Linked DNA regions of Macaca mulatta: region 2 is linked to region 1. The links are chromatin contacts, called in public Hi-C maps. All regions are on one chromosome and are shown on one strand. The core of a region is the stretch at or near the end of the contact, and the rest is flanking DNA. Distances in the headings are between cores, read along the strand shown. Region 1 holds the start of COX7B (cytochrome c oxidase subunit 7B). Region 2 holds the start of PGK1 (phosphoglycerate kinase 1).

Evidence for each region. A called contact is a pair of places that touch in the nucleus more often than the background predicts.
Region 2: a Hi-C map of liver shows a contact between it and region 1, with 4 times the contacts expected there. The contact joins the promoter of PGK1 here to the promoter of COX7B in region 1. A contact is called at or near these places in 2 of 14 Hi-C or Micro-C datasets (fetal cortex germinal zone and liver).

The regions. Positions count from the first base shown.
Region 1 is chrX:84,108,014-84,115,660 of T2T-MMU8v2.0, forward strand. COX7B (cytochrome c oxidase subunit 7B) reads left to right here and starts at 4,391. Exons shown (of 3, transcript NM_001258140.1): 1 at 4,391-4,529; 2 at 7,611-7,647. The coding sequence starts at 4,490. LOC144338773 (a long non-coding RNA gene) reads right to left here. Exons shown (of 2, transcript XR_013413153.1): 2 at 5,214-7,445. It overlaps MAGT1 (magnesium transporter 1), which reads right to left and starts at 518. Exons shown (of 10, transcript XM_077989482.1): 1 at 234-518. The coding sequence starts at 431.
Region 2 is chrX:84,346,634-84,354,280 of T2T-MMU8v2.0, forward strand. PGK1 (phosphoglycerate kinase 1) reads left to right here and starts at 3,528. Exons shown (of 11, transcript NM_001195658.1): 1 at 3,528-3,708. The coding sequence starts at 3,644. It overlaps LOC144338775 (a long non-coding RNA gene), which reads right to left and starts at 3,293. Exons shown (of 2, transcript XR_013413155.1): 1 at 2,091-3,293; 2 at 1-433.

The DNA of each region.
Region 1 (7,647 bases), core at 3,141-5,640:
CAAGCCTATAGAAGTCGGGCTGTCACCTACCCTACCCCACTCTCAAACTCTACATCCCCAGAAGACGAAGAGTTACAGTTCCTTCTCTCACGAATTCCACAACTCCGAAAACCGCGGAATTGAAGCCATCAGGCATAGAAGCGGCAGGGAAAGGGGGTTGGGATGAGGCAAACAGACCCTCTCAAGCCCCAGTCATTGGGAAAAGTCCATGTCGCTGGAAACCGCGTCCTCACCTCCTTCTTTCTTTGGGCAGAGGCCGAGGGAACGTCGTAAACGATGAGTAGCGCCACCGCCATGGTCAGAGAGACACACCAAACCCACCAACGCGCTGCCATGTTCGCTCCTCTCCCTTCTATAAGCGAAACTTTGCTCCGGCTAGGTCTGAGGGTGGGGCGTGAGAACAGGCAAATCGACCCCTTGCCTTTCCTCATTGGTCCAGCTCAGCCCTGCCAGGCGACCCCTCACATTACGTCACAGTGCCCTGGCGCTACACGCCAGCTAACAGACGGTTGATTTCTAACTGGCCCCGGCAGGCCAATAGAAAAAGGATAATCTGGAGGTTTTTCATTGGTCCGCTAAAGATAATGACCCGCCCCTTCCTCGATACGTATACATCTAGCGCGCTGCCGCTTTCCAAGCACGCATGCGCAGTTGTGAACTATTGCGGCGTTACTGAGTCCAAAATGGCTTGAAGTCGCTAGAACGGAATAGTTCACCCAAAGGCTCATTTAGAAGTCCTTGGAATTCGCTTCCTTCATGTAATATTTTAGAAAAATGGGACCTAGCCAAGCGAGGGATAAGAGCTATCTAGTCCGTGATCCTGCCTCCAAAGTACTTCAAAGTGAAAAAATAAAAGTAGGAAAGCAAAAATATACCTAATATCACTGAGGGAAATTTAAAAATGTAAATATGAACAAGAGCTTGTTGAATACCTATTGTGTTCTAGAAACTGTGCCGGGGCGCTGAAAAAAGAGGACGTCCAAGATTATTTTTAAAAGTTTTTATTTATGGCTTTTTTTGAGATGGAGTTTCGCTCTTGTAGCCAAGGCTGGAGTGCAGTGGCGCGATCTCGGCTCACTGCAACCTCCTCCTCCCGGGTTCAAGCGATTCTCCTGCCTCAGCCTCCCGAGTAGCTGGGATTACAGGCGCCCACCATCACGCCCGGCTAATTTTTCGTATTTTAGTAGAGACGGGGTTTCGCCATGTTGGGGCAGGCTGGTCTCGAACTCCTGACCTCAGGTGATCTGCCCGCCTCGGCCTCCCAAAGTTCTGGGATTACAGGCGTGAGCTACCGCGCCGGCCGGCTGCATTTTTATTTTTATTTTTTTAAAAATCAGTTAAACTCCTTGACTTCACTATTTAAAGCACCAACAAGGACTTTAATTGCAGGGTACAGACAGCAAATTCCTTCCTTTTATTCATTATTTTGTTTGGGGGATGGGTGCAAAAGTAAGGTTGTAAAGAAGAAAAACACCAACAAGATAAAATCAATCTGCCTGCAATTTGGATTCATTTTGATGGTGTGGAAAATATTATATGACTTATTTTAGGCGCTACTGGAAAAAAAAAACAGGAAATTAATTTCAGTATGTTGGAGAGACAAGGAGATGGGATGGAAAGAAAAATAGCTGGTTCTTAAGTGAAGAGATGCGAAGTAGAGATGTGAAAAAAATTAAATTATTTATGGAAACTTATATTAAGAAAACGCAGGCCGGGTGCGGTGGCTCATGCCTGTAATCCCAGCATTTTGGGAGGCCGAGGTGGGTGGATCACCTGAGGTCGGGAGTTCGAGACCAGCCTGACCAACATGGCAAAACCCCTGTCTCTACTAAAAATATAAAAATTAGCCGGCCATGGTGGCGCAGGCCTGTAATCCCAGCTACATAGGAGGCTGAGGCAGAAGACTCGCTTGAACCCCGGAGGCGGCGGTTGCAGTGAGCTGAAATCGTGTTATCACACTCCAGCCTCGGCAACAAGAGTGAAACTCTGTATATATACACACACACAAAAAAAGAAAATGTAAAATAAAAGTACACTGAGACAAACTGTGTGATTCAATTTATATGACATATCACATTCTGGAAAAGGCAAACTCATTGGTACATAGAACAGATTAGTGACTGCCAGGGGCTAGGTTTAGGGAAAGGGGTTGATTACAAAGAGGTCAAACAAGGGTGTTTTTATGATGCTAGAACTATTCTGTCCTTAATTGTGGTGGTGGTGACATAATTGTATGCATTTGTCAAAACGCATAGAACTGTACACTAAAAAGTGAATTTTACTGTGTGTATGTTTTAAAAATAAAAATTTTAAAGTTTAAAAGGGATATCTTACCTATCATATTGACAAAAATCCAAAAGCTTGACACTACATGCTATTAGCAAGGCTGTGGGGAGACAGGCACCCTTTATATTAATACATTGCTGGCGGGAAGGCAAAATGTTACATCTATAATTTGGCGATATCTAACATAACTACACATATATTTATCCTTTAATCCAGCAATCCCACTTCTAGTAACCTACCTTGGAGAGATACATCCAGCAATATGAAAATATGTGTGCACAAAGTTACTCATTTCAGCACTATTGAAACTGAAATATTCTTGAAACTACCTAAATGTTCCAACATAGGAGATTGATTGAATATACTATAGCACATATACACCACAGATTTTGCAGCTGTAAAAAAGGAATGAGGAAGACTTACGTAAAACGATAGTGGATTTTTATGCTACATTTGTATAAAATAGAGAAATAAAACATACAGGTATTTGCCTATTTTTGCAAAAGGAAACACATGAAAGATAAACCAGAAAGTAATGAAATTGGTTACCCATAGGAATTGGTGGAAATGAAATGCAACAGTTGGGAGGGAATGACACTTCTCTAAGTACACTAGTCTGTTTAGTTTTGACTTTTGGAATAATGTTAATATTTTCAATAGTCAAAATGTATTATCAAATCATTTAGTTTTACAAGATGAAAAAGTCTTAGAGAGATGGATAATGGTGATAGTTGCACAACAATGTGAATGCCATTAATGCCACTGAACTGTATGTATTTTGCTTTTTGTTTTGAGACAGGTCTCAGGCTAGAGTGCAGCGGTGCGATCTTGGCTCACCCTAACCTCCGCCTCCCTGGTTCAAGCAAGTCTCATGCCTCAGCCTCCCGAGTAGCTGGGATTACTAGCGTGTGCCACCACGCCCAGCTAATGTTTTTGTGTATTAGTAGAGAAGGGGTTTTGCCATGTAGTCTTTTCTTTTGTTTCTTTCTTTCTTTTTCTTTTCTTTTTTTTTTTTTTTTTTGAGACGGAATCTTGCTCTGTTGCCAGACTGGAGTGCAGTGATGCGATCTCAGCTCACTGCAACCTCCGACTTCCTGGTTCAAGCGATTCTGCCGCCTCAGCCTACAGAGTAGCTGGGATTACAAGCACACGCCACCACGCCCAGCTAATTGTTTGTATTTTTAGTAGAGACGGGGTTTCACCATGTTGGCCAGGATGGTCTCGACTCCTGACCTCGTGATCCACCCACCTCGGCCTCCCAAAGTGCTGGGATTACAGGCGTGAGCCACCGCGCCCGGCCTAACAGCTTTCTTTTCTTTTCTTTTTTTTTTTTTGAGACGGAGTCTCGCTCTGTCGCCCAGGCTGGAGTCCAGTGGCACAATCTCGGCTCACTGCAACCTCCGCCTCCTGGGTTCAAGCGATTATTCTGCCTCAGCCTCCTGAGTAGCTGGGACGACAGGCGCGCGCCACCACGCTTGGCTAATTTTTGTATTTTTAGTAGAGACGGGGGTTTCACCATCGTGGCCAGGCTGGTCTTGAACTCCTGACCTCGTGATCCGCCCACCTTGGCCTCTCAAAGTGCTGGGATTACAGGCGTGAGCCACCGCGCCCGGCCAATAGCTTTCTAAATTTGTTTTATCACATATTTATCTACATATTACAATAGTTTTTACTATTCTTGCAACTTTTCTCTAAACTTGAAGTTATTTGAAAACTAAAAGCTAAGCCAATTAGTATAGTAGTAATAGCAGACCAAAAAAAAATATGACAGAAGTAAAGGAAGTTTTGGAGGAACAGAAAGAAGAAAGAGCTAGTGTGGAGATACCAAACCGAAGCTTGTGGAACTTTAACACCATTTTGAACCTAGTTTCTTAAATGATTCCGCCGAAGATCAGTGTCTCTGCTGCCCTCTATAGAGCTCTAAACCTAGCTTAGAGGAGTTCTTTCATTCTTCATTAACCACCACCCACCGTACGTCATTTTATAAAGCCGGAAACTACATTTCCCAAAAGGCCATTTTTTTCTTCGCGGTAAAAAGGCTTGCAATTACTATAGGTTTTACAGATCTCGCGAGATTGCACCAAATGCCATTAAGAATCCCGGCTGAAAGCCATTTTGTTTTTCAGCTCTGTTCAAGGGTACCTGAAGCGAATTTGCACCAAAGCAGCAGCTCCATTGTCGCAGTTCTAGCTTCACCTTCACGATGTTTCCCTTGGTCAAAAACGCACTAAATCGTCTCCAAGGTGAGCAAAAATTATGACAAATCATTTACAACAACCTTATATCAATTTATCCTCGCAGCCTCGTATCCTTTCCCTCTACCAACATCTCGGCCTTCTAATCCTGAATGCTGTCTCCCATCTTGTCCCAAGTTATTGGGATGATGTCGTTAGCATTGGCTTTATCACCCAGTCTTTCTGTTTCGGTTTCCTGCTCTCTTTGTGTTATCGGAGTGATAGTCTAGCTCTGCTTTTTAATTCTTCAGTAACCTATGATTTCAGGGAAGGACACTCTTGGTAGACACCTCGTTCCTTAAGTGATGTCCTACATTTTAGCTTTGGGGATATGTTTACTCCTAACCCTGTATAGAAGAATATCTTCTCCAATTCCTATTACTGCAATAGACGGAAACTGTAAATCTAGCTCTTCACATGTTTTAATTGCAGGGAAACAACCTAAATGGTATCGATGCAGCTTTGAAGTTATTTGTGGATTAACAATGTTAGCTGGCCAAGCGCGGTGGCTCATGCTTGTAATCCCAGAACTTTGGGAGGCCGAGGCGGGCGGATCACCTGAGGTCAGGAGTTCGAGACCAGCCTGACCAACATGGTGAAGCCCTATTTCTACTAAAAATACAAAAATTAGCCCGGCGTGGTGGCGGGCGCCTGTCAATCCCAGCTATCTGGGAGGCTGAGGCAAGAGAATCGCTTGAACCCGGGAGGCGGAGGTTGCAGTGAGCCAAGACTGCCACTGCACTCCAGCCTGGGCAACAAGAGCGGGACTCCGTCTCGGGGGGGGAAAAAAAAAAAAAAACAATGTTAGCTGTCCTGAAAGTAATCGTGTTCATTTTTTTTCTCATTAAAAGGTTGGGCAGGTACAGGGAGTTTTGAGACCAGCATTATGTAGTGAAAATGCAGTAGACTGAGGAGAACAAATTAATTTTCATACTTGATTTGGGCAGAAGGTGACCTTCAGTAACGTGGGCAGTTGTTACAAAATGAAGGTGACCCTGAATTACTATTTAGTTTAGCCATCTTTTGATTTTCACTTAACAGAATCATTGGAGGATATTACTAGATTGTCTTCTAAACACGTAAGCAACTTTGAAAATAACTACAAAATATTAGCTGGACTATTTTCATATTCCAAAAGTAGCATTTATTATCTCTTTTACTTTGGGCATATGATTTAGCCTTTTTCAACCTCAGTTTCCTTCTTTGTAAAATAAGTAATTTGTAAATAATGCCTAAATTATAAATTGTAAATAATACCTATTTCATGGGGTTGTTGAGGATTTTATGAGATCACCAATGTATGGTAATTAAACAGTTGTCACAGAGGAGAGGGCTAATGAAATCCACCAGAGTTACATGAGTGTGTTGAAGTTATGAGATGTTGCAGAATTTTTTGGTAGTCTTAATTTCTTTGCTTTTTGAGCAAATAGGGCCACCTTGTACCTCAGGAAATGTTTTTTATTTTTTTTCAGTGTGGAATTCACATGCCCACTTCTTATCTTTTCTGGAGCAGAATATATTATGAAATATTTGTAAATTTGCCTATCCCAGTGTGACTAAAAGATGAAAAGGGAAAGCTATGTAAGACAATTAGAAGATCCAATAATGGTCAGATAACTATCTTGAAGTAACCCATTACACCACGTAGAAATATTAATTGCTAGTGAATGGGCAACATTGCAATTTCTTTTTTTTTGGAGACAAAGTTTCGCTCTTGTTGCCCAGGCTGGAGTGCAGTGGCTCAATCTCGACTCACTGCAATCTCAGCCTCCCAGGTTTAAGTAATTCTTCTGCTTCAGGTTCCCTAACTTTTCATTATATATATAAGTACCTTTTGAGGCTCTTTAAAACAATAAGGACCTGCTACTTAAATTGGACAGGAAGGAAAAAAAAAAAACAGCTAGAAACAAGCTTTTTCCAGTCTCGGCTGTTTCCGAAGCCCTCCTTTTTAGTTCCTCCAGGGTCCATTTGGAAACTTTTTTGTTCTCTTTCTACTAGTATAATAGTAACAGCAAAGTTTATCATTCTGCTCAAAAACTAACTCCTTAGCTAATTCTGCTTCCTTGTACGATACTGATTTTTATCTACATGTGTAATCCTCTAGACTGGAAGTTACTTGAGGACAGAATCTCTGTCTTACACTTTTTTATGTACCCCATTTCTCATTTTTATTTTTAGGGACAGAGAATTGCTCTGTTACTCAGGCTGGAGTGTAGTGGTGTGATCATAGCTCACTGCATCCTCTAACTCCTGGACTCAAGTCATCGTCCAGCTACAGCCTCCTGAGTAGCTGGGACTACAGGTGTACGTGCACCACCATGCCGGGCTAATTTTTAATTTTCAATTTTTTTGTAGAGACAGAGTCTCACTGTGTTTCCCACATGGTCTGAAACTCCTGGCCTCAAGCGATCCTCCTACCTTGGCCTCCAAAAGTATTGGGATTACTCTGAAAGTACTGGGATTACTGGGCCACTGTGCCCAGCCCACTAATTTTTTAAAAATCAAGATTACTCTAGTTTTGGTGAATATTTTTGTTACTGTAGTAATTTTATAATCATAAGCATTTAGTGTGCTTTAATTTGAAGTTCATTTGAGTTCGTTCACCCTTGTATGTTGTAAGTTGTTGGGCTCTGTTAGTAAACTTTAATGAAAATTTAAGTCATAAGTATTCGAATTAATCAATGGGAGCCAAAATTTCACGGGTTATGTAAATACCACTTTGTAGAGAATGTTACTGACATCATTCGTTCTTTGCTTTTTTCCCAATACTATTATGAAAACTCTGAGGCATACAGAAAAGTTGGAAGAATTGTATGAACACCCATATACCCACCACAAAGATTCTACAGTTAACATTTTGCTATGTTTTATCACGTATCTGTCCATCTGTCAATTCATCTTCTTTTTGATGCATTTCAAAGTACACTGCTTTGCTTTGATTAATAGCTACCATGTGTTTTAACATTTTATTGAACTACATAATACTGTAAAATTAACTTCCTTGGCTTTCCTGATTGGCAGTATCAATCACATATGTTTTCTTTTCCTGACAATTGATAATATGCTTCTGTAATTTTTTTTTCCTGTAAGTTCGAAGCATTCAGCAAACAATGGCAAGGCAGAGCCA
Region 2 (7,647 bases), core at 2,278-4,777, 240 kb after region 1:
GCAGTGAGCTGATTGCTGGACTGCACTCCAGCCTGGGAGACAGAGCAAGGTCCTGTCTTTCAAACAAGCAAACAACACCCCCCACAAAAAAAAAATAACCACACACAGATTTTTTGGGGGCATACACGTATTTTGATCAGTTGCTTAGCTATCTCTGTCTCTAATACCATGTTACTGGTAATTTTCTGAAAAATGTATTTTTTTCAATATGGTCTTATTGTTTTAAGTTTTTTCATAAAATTGCCTGCAATCTGTCTCACGATTGCATTTTATGGTTAACAAATTTAACATTACAGGTATCTTCAATTGATTTTTCTCTATAGATCATGTCTACCTAAAAGGAAGAAGTGTAGGCAAAATATGGAGAGGTCATTTCGGCCATGGCTGAGAACTGCAGCCTGGGACACACTTCCAGGTTGCCTTGAACAGTACTCTGGAGAACAATGGGGAGGTTCAAATTTTTTAAGAAAAAAGGATGAATCAGGGGAGGGGGTAATTGCAAAGTTGTTTGTCAAGAATTCTCATTGGTTTAAATAAATTACATTGGGCTGGGTGTGGTGGCTCACACCTGTAATCCCAGCACTTTGGGAGGCCGAGTCAGGAAGATCACTTGAGGTCAGGAGTTCGAGACCAGCCTGGCCAACATGGTGAAACTCCGTCTCTACTAAAAATACAAAATTAGCCAGGTGCGTTGGCATGCACCTGTAATCCCAGCTACTCAGGAGGCTGAGGTATGAGAACCGCTTGAATCCGGGAAGCGGAAGTTGTAGTGAGCCGATATTGTGTCCCTGCACTCCAGCCTGGGCAACAGAGTCAGACTCCGTCTCAAAAAAAAAAAAAAAAAAAAAAAAAAACCAACAAGGGAGTCTCTCTAGACCAAACTAGAAAGATGGACTCTCATATCCACATCATAACCTCATCATGGGAGTTACATCTCATCACTTTTGCCACATTCTATTGGTTAGAAGCCAGTCATAGGTCCAGCTCACATTCAAGGGGAGGAAATTATAGAAAGATGTGAACACTAGAGGGCAGAGATCATGGGCACCATCTTAGAATTCTTCCCAGTGTTCCCTGGGAAATGGCTCCGAGATTGAGATTTGTGTGCAGGTGGATTACTGGGGGTTGCTTCTGGGAACAACACCTGTAAAGGAGTAAGGAAATCAGACTTGGGATAGAGAGGGATAAGTTTCAATAGAGGCTTCAGCCAACCCCACAGACAGTTCTGAAGCAGAGCTGGTCCTTTAAGAGATGTCCTGAAATGAAGCAAAGAAGCCAGGCCTTTAGAACTGCATTGAGCAATCACTGACGGATGCCCCAGGGAAGTGGGTATAACCTTAGGCAAGGCAGCTTCCTTCAACAGAGGGCAGTTTCTGGGGAGAGACTCAGCTGTGAGCTGTCAGTAACTAATACTCCCATCAGCTAATAATGAGTGCCTCAGTTCTGAAAGGGAATCTGAGTGATATATCATCATTACACTTGGTTAACTGGAATATCTCCTCAGTCAGTATACATATTTTCCCAGCACCGTGAATAAAAGTCAGTTGAATGAGAAATTGAAAGTACCTCTGATTGGTCCCCTCCTGCAACCAATCAGGCTGGTGGCAGGCCAAGTTTTCATTTGTATAGGAGTGTAACTGTGTAACTTCACTTCAGCTTCTGATTGGTCGCTTTCTGCAACCAATCAGACTGATCATGGACCACTACTTCATTTGCATGGGGTGTAATGGGAAACCTCTAGAGGGTATTTAAACCCCAGAAACTTCTGTAATCAAGCTCTTGAGCTGCTTGCTCAGGCCTGCTCTCGCCCTGTGGAGTATACTCTTGAAACCGCCTTTGCAAAAATCATAACTGAGGAAATTATGACAGTGAAAGAGATCAGACCTTACCTACCCTATCTTCCTTCTAACTTCTAAAATGTCTTTGTTCATTCCTGGGTATAGGGCAAACTAGCCTTGGGAAGGAATTTATAGTGTAAACTCTGAGACAAAATTGATAATAGCCCTTTCCCCTTCTTGGTGGGGACCAGATTAGAAATTACGGTTTAGGGACCATGCAGCCTTTGGCTGCAAAAGTCTGAACCTCCCCACATTGCTCCTGGGAATAACATCACCATTGCAAAACCTAAGATCAGTGCTTGAGATGTTTTGCAGCCCCTGCATTCTCATGCAGCAGAGGACACCACCCAGACTGATAATCTGGCTCAACTAGCTCCAGGATCCTACCCAGGAAGAACTCACTTTTGCAAGAATTCACTTCGACCCCCTGTTAGTTCATCTTCATTCCGACCAATTAGCACTCCCGACTTTCCCAACCCATACCCGCCAAATTATCCTTAAAAACTCTGATTTTGGAATGCTCAAGAAGACTGATTTGAGTGATAATAAAACTCTGGTCTCCCGCACAACCGCTCTGCGTGAATTACTCTTTCGCCATTGCAATTTCCCTGTCTTGATAAATCAGCTCTGTCTAGGCAGCGGACAAAGTGAACCCATTGGGCGGTTACACTTTCGTTTTCAATACATCTCTGCTTTTATTGCTTAATTCTTTCCTTGCTTTGTGCATTTTGTCCAGTTCTTAGTTCAAGGCTCCAAGAATTTGGACACCCCCACAGGTAACAAGACTACAGGTGCCCGCCACCACGTCTAGCTAACTTTTTGTATTTTTAGTAGAGATGGGGTTTTGCTATGTTGCTCAGGCTGATCTCGATCCACCTGGCTCGAGCAATCCGCCAGCCTTGGCCTCCCAAAGTGCCGGGATTAAAGGCCTGGGCCAAGGCGGCTGGCCCACTAAACTTCTTTGTGCATCAGCTACTTCATTTGCCTAATGAGGATGAAAGTAGTCACTTCTGCGTTTTGTGAGCTTTGGTTAATACACGAAAAATGCCATATCTGTTTGCCATTAGCATCCATCATGCCATAACCAAAAAAATTACATTGCATTTTTATTTTTAAAAAGGTGGGGGCCAGAGTGGACCTGGGCCTTTTCCAACTTATGAGAGGTCTCTTATTAAGCAAGCCTTAAGTAGCAGAATTCCATGAAGGGAGCTGGGAAACCAAGATTTTCTAAAAGGAGGTGGCATTTGCATTAATCCTGGCAGGGCAGCTGCGAATTCCACGGGATTGGGGGTGGCGCCTTTTCCAAGGCAGTCCTGGGCTTACGCTGGGCTGCGGCTGCTCCGGGCGCGTTTCCGGGAAACGCAGCGGCGCCGACCTTGGGTCTCGCACATTCTTCACGTCCGTTCGTAGCGTCACCCGGATCTTCGCCGCCTCACTTGTGGGCCCCTTGGCGACGCTTCCCGCTCCGCCCCTAAGTCGGGAAGGTTCCTTGCGGTTCGCGGCGTGCCGGACGTGACAAACGGAAGCCGCACGTCTCACTAGTACCTTCGCAGACGGACAGCGCCAGGGAGCAATGGCAGCGCGCCGACCGCGATGGGCCGTGGCCAATAGCGGCTGCTCTGCACGGCGCGCCGGGAGCAGCTGCCGGGAAGGGGCGGTGCGGGAGGCGGGGTGTGGGGCGGCAGTGCAGCCCCTGTTCCTGCCCGCGTGGTGTTCGGCATTCTTCTCGTCTCTCGAGCGCACGTCTGCGGTAGGCTCCCTGGTTGTCCGAATCACCGACCTCTCTTCCCAGCTGTATTTCCAAAATGTCGCTTTCTAATAAGCTGACGCTGGACAAGCTGGATGTTAAAGGGAAGCGGGTCGTTATGAGGTAATTCTGCACGTTTGCCCGCGTGGCCTCTGTGCTCTGTCGCAAACCTCTTTGGCCTGAGCCGACTTGTTCTCTCGTCTGCTCTACGTCGCTTTTTGCTTTTGGCTGGGCCCCACGGGTCCTAGGCTTGGAGGGCGAGGCTGCTCACGGGTTTGGTGGTTTCTAGCCGCATTTTCTGCAGCCCAGAAAGCAGCCGAAACCCCCTTCGGGGATGGGTCCCACTAAGGAAGGGCTGAGATTGCTGCTGGGACCCATTTTGTCCTTTTTCCTATTGGTGAAATGCAGTTCCGTTGCCTCCACCTCCCAATCGGCGAGATGAGACTTAATGCTTATCCTGCAAATCTCTAGGCTTCAAGGAAGGACCTTGAAAGGTCATTTTGTTAATTTCCCTTCCCCCACACTCCTAGACCGTCGCAGACAAATGAGAAACGGCCCACATCTCACAGGTCCCTGCACAAAAAGATATCTTTCCAAGAGGATGTTGATTTAACTGTTCAGGAGTAGACCCCCCAGTCCCCCGCCCCTAAAGAATTGGGGTGGGAGGGTAGGGCGGGGCGCACCGGAGGAGGCCCTGCAGAGCTTATGTAATAGGCTTCTGCTGCCCTGCAGCGTGGTATCGTTGGACTCTTGGGCACAGGATTTGCATCAGGATTGTGACATACTAGGTAATGGTAGAGCAGGGTGTGGCTGCTCATACTTGCTGGCCTCCAACCTCATCCCCACGTGTGGCTAGAAAAGCAGAATTTTGAAAGTGGGGGAAGGTTCCTTGTGCACTTTGGGTGTCTTACTCTGCTCATGTTGATCTCTGGTCACTTGCCAACACGGCTTCTCTCTTATCTGCCAGAATTGTTGGTATAGTGTGGAGCTTTTACCTTTATCCTTTTTGTCACGTGTGGTATATTTGTGCATGCCAGGAGCAAGGTGCAGGAGGATGAGTCGGTATGTAACTGATGGACTTGACTGTTCATATACCTTAACAGGATCCAAGAGTGGTGTTTTTGAGGGGTCATAAAGGTTTCTGTTGATAGCATTTTGCAACCTTGACCTTTTTGGGAAGTGGTTGATTGATGGGTAGGCATGTGGCTGGTGTAATCTAGCCCCTTTTCCAATTTGGGCTGGTTCAAATGAGGGCTTGTGTTGGATATTAACAGACACATAAGTCAATAGGAGATCTCCCTTTAACTTTAAACATGCGAGGACACGTTTGAGTTAGGGAAGTGTATGGGTACTCTAAGAGTACATGTAGCTCTCCCCTTCTCTCTAATTTCACTTTGGTCAGTATTACTTTGCAGGTAACCTCTGCCCTGCTGTGGAGATAGAATAACCCAATAATTTATGTCCATGAAAAATACCTGATTTCCACATTTCCCCAAATGGCATAGGCCTTTGCAATCTGGACAAAGTAGGAATCACAGCCATGTTAGTACTAGAAGAGTGCCCTTTCTGGCCCTCATATAATCCTAATAAAAGGGGATAGACCCTGTAAAAAACAGGACAGGTGGACATTGGCATGCAACTAGCTTTTAGGTTTTAATTAGTTCCTTGCATCTCCCCTGTGTTCGAGGCTGATTCTTCCAGATGCATGGACCAACTAAAAGACAAGGAGTGGGACATCATGCGGATAACCTTCCTATAATTGCAGTCTTGGGCTTTATTTCCTCTCTCTGTAGGGAAACTGGCTTGAAGAAGCTAGCTGGGGGTGGGATTGTAGGAGCTGCTTAACTTTTCTCCTTCTGGACCTAATAAAGTTTCATTTAGCACACACCAACCCAAAGCCTTGAAATGATTGGCTAGTCATGTTTTGCCGATGGAAAATGACCTGTTCAGGGTTACTGAACTACTAAGGTGGTGGTGGCAGAGCTGGGAGTAGAATTTGGGTCTCCTTGGCTATCAGCTAGATCCTCTAGATCAGCTAGATATTCGAGACAATATCAGCTAGATATTCGAGACAATGACCAAGGATACGTTGAAATAGACCTTTCTCCTGTAATCTGGATACCTTCTTATTTAGGCTGAGGACAGGAAGTTACATCGTTCCCTGATTATTAATGTATTTCTTTTGAACAGAGAGTTTCATTGTAGGCCTACTTTTTTGGAGGTGCCTAGGCAGCCACGTGGTGTCAGCTCAATTCTTTTTTGTTTCAACGTGGTGGTTGCTGGCAGTGTTTCCGGAGTGGGGCTTCCTGAGTTGAGTAGTGGCTGCCTCATTTGTCGTCTTTGTCCTGCAGAAGTGAACTCTGGTATTTGCTGACTCTTCTGGTCCACTGGTTTGGATTGCCAAGGGAAATTGATTTGTTGAAGGAAAACAGGGTAGCCAGAAACCTCTGACTTGTTAATTACCAGGTTCCATCTTAGTTTTTTAGGACTCCCCAGTTGACTTTACACCCTCTTTGAATACACTTCTGCTTATTTTTGTGGTAATTTCCTTTCTTTCTCTCATAGGTTGCCAGTCATCCTTTGCTTGCACTTCCTTTTTGCTTGCTCCTGCCTGTTTTTTTTTAAACCTCACTGGTTTTCTCCAGCCTGTTGTAACTTGTAAAGAAACTGCTTTGATGTAGTAGGAAGAGAAACAGGAAAAAATTGAGAGCAGAGAAAAAGTCTTTAAGACACCCACAATATCCCAGTTTTCCATGTGGGGCAGTGAAGGACATGGTTCCTTTGAGAGTTTTTAATGGAACTGGACCTGGGACCTGAGATTTCAGGGGATAGAGACTTGATATTCTTATTCCAGCTAAACCAGTATATTTTTTAATGTTTTATTTTGAAATAATTAAAGATTCATGGGAGGTTACGAAGTTAGAGAGGTCTTGTGTTCACCCATTTTCCCCCAACGAATGCATCTTACCTAATTATAGTACAATATCAAAAGTAGGAAATTGCATTGGTATAGAGTGTGTATGGTTCTATGCCATTTTTACGTGCAAAGATTTGTGTAACCACCACCACAATCAAGATACAGAACTATTCATTCAATCACCACCAAGATCTCCTTCTTGCTGCCCCTTTATAATAATAACCAACCCGTTTCCTAACTCCTGGTAACTACTGATCTATCCACTGTTTCTAAAATTTTGTCACTTCAAAAATACTATACAGATAGAATCACGTGGTGTATAACCTTTTGGGATTAACTTTTTTCACTTAGCATAATGTCCTCAAAATTTATTCACATTGTCACATGTATCAAAAGTTCATTCCTGTGTATTCTTGAGTAGTATTCCGTGATATGGATGTATCATAGTTTCTTTAACTATCATTGAAGGGTATTAGGGTTGTTTCTGATTTGGGGCTATTACAAATAAAGCTGCTGTGAACATTTGTATACAAGTCTTGGTATGGACATATGCTGTCATTTTTCATGGGTAAACACCTAGGAGTGGAATTGCTGGGCCACATCCTTTTGAGGTATCCTCAGACTGTTTTCCAAGGTGACTGCAGCATTTTACATTTCTACCAGCAGTATGTGAATAATGAGTTTCTCTGCATCATTACCAGCACTTGGTGGTGCTATTATTTTTTATTTTAGTTATTCTTCGTTCTGATGGCTATGTAGTAATAACTGACTTTGTGCCTGAAGTAAAGCTCAGGAGTGTTATAAGGAAACGAAAAAAAAAAAAAAAAAGGAAATTGTGCATATTTTATGTAAAATGGAACCAGTAGAATCTGTAGGCAAGAGCAGTTTCTGTGTTGGAGTCCTCAGAGGAGAAGTAAAAGCAGAGCTGTTTGAGTGTAGGAGATGAGGGGAGGTAATCCAGAGGGCATTGAGGAGAGAGTATAAACCAAGTCTAATTCATTAGTAAGCTGACACCATGGCAGCTAGGGTAGATGAGACAGATTCTTAGGTGTCTCTGCCCAAAGATATTCCTCTCTGTAAGGGTCAGGGGTAGAGAGTAGCACTGCAAGAAGTGGCTTGTGCCCATCCTTTTGCCATTAGTCCTT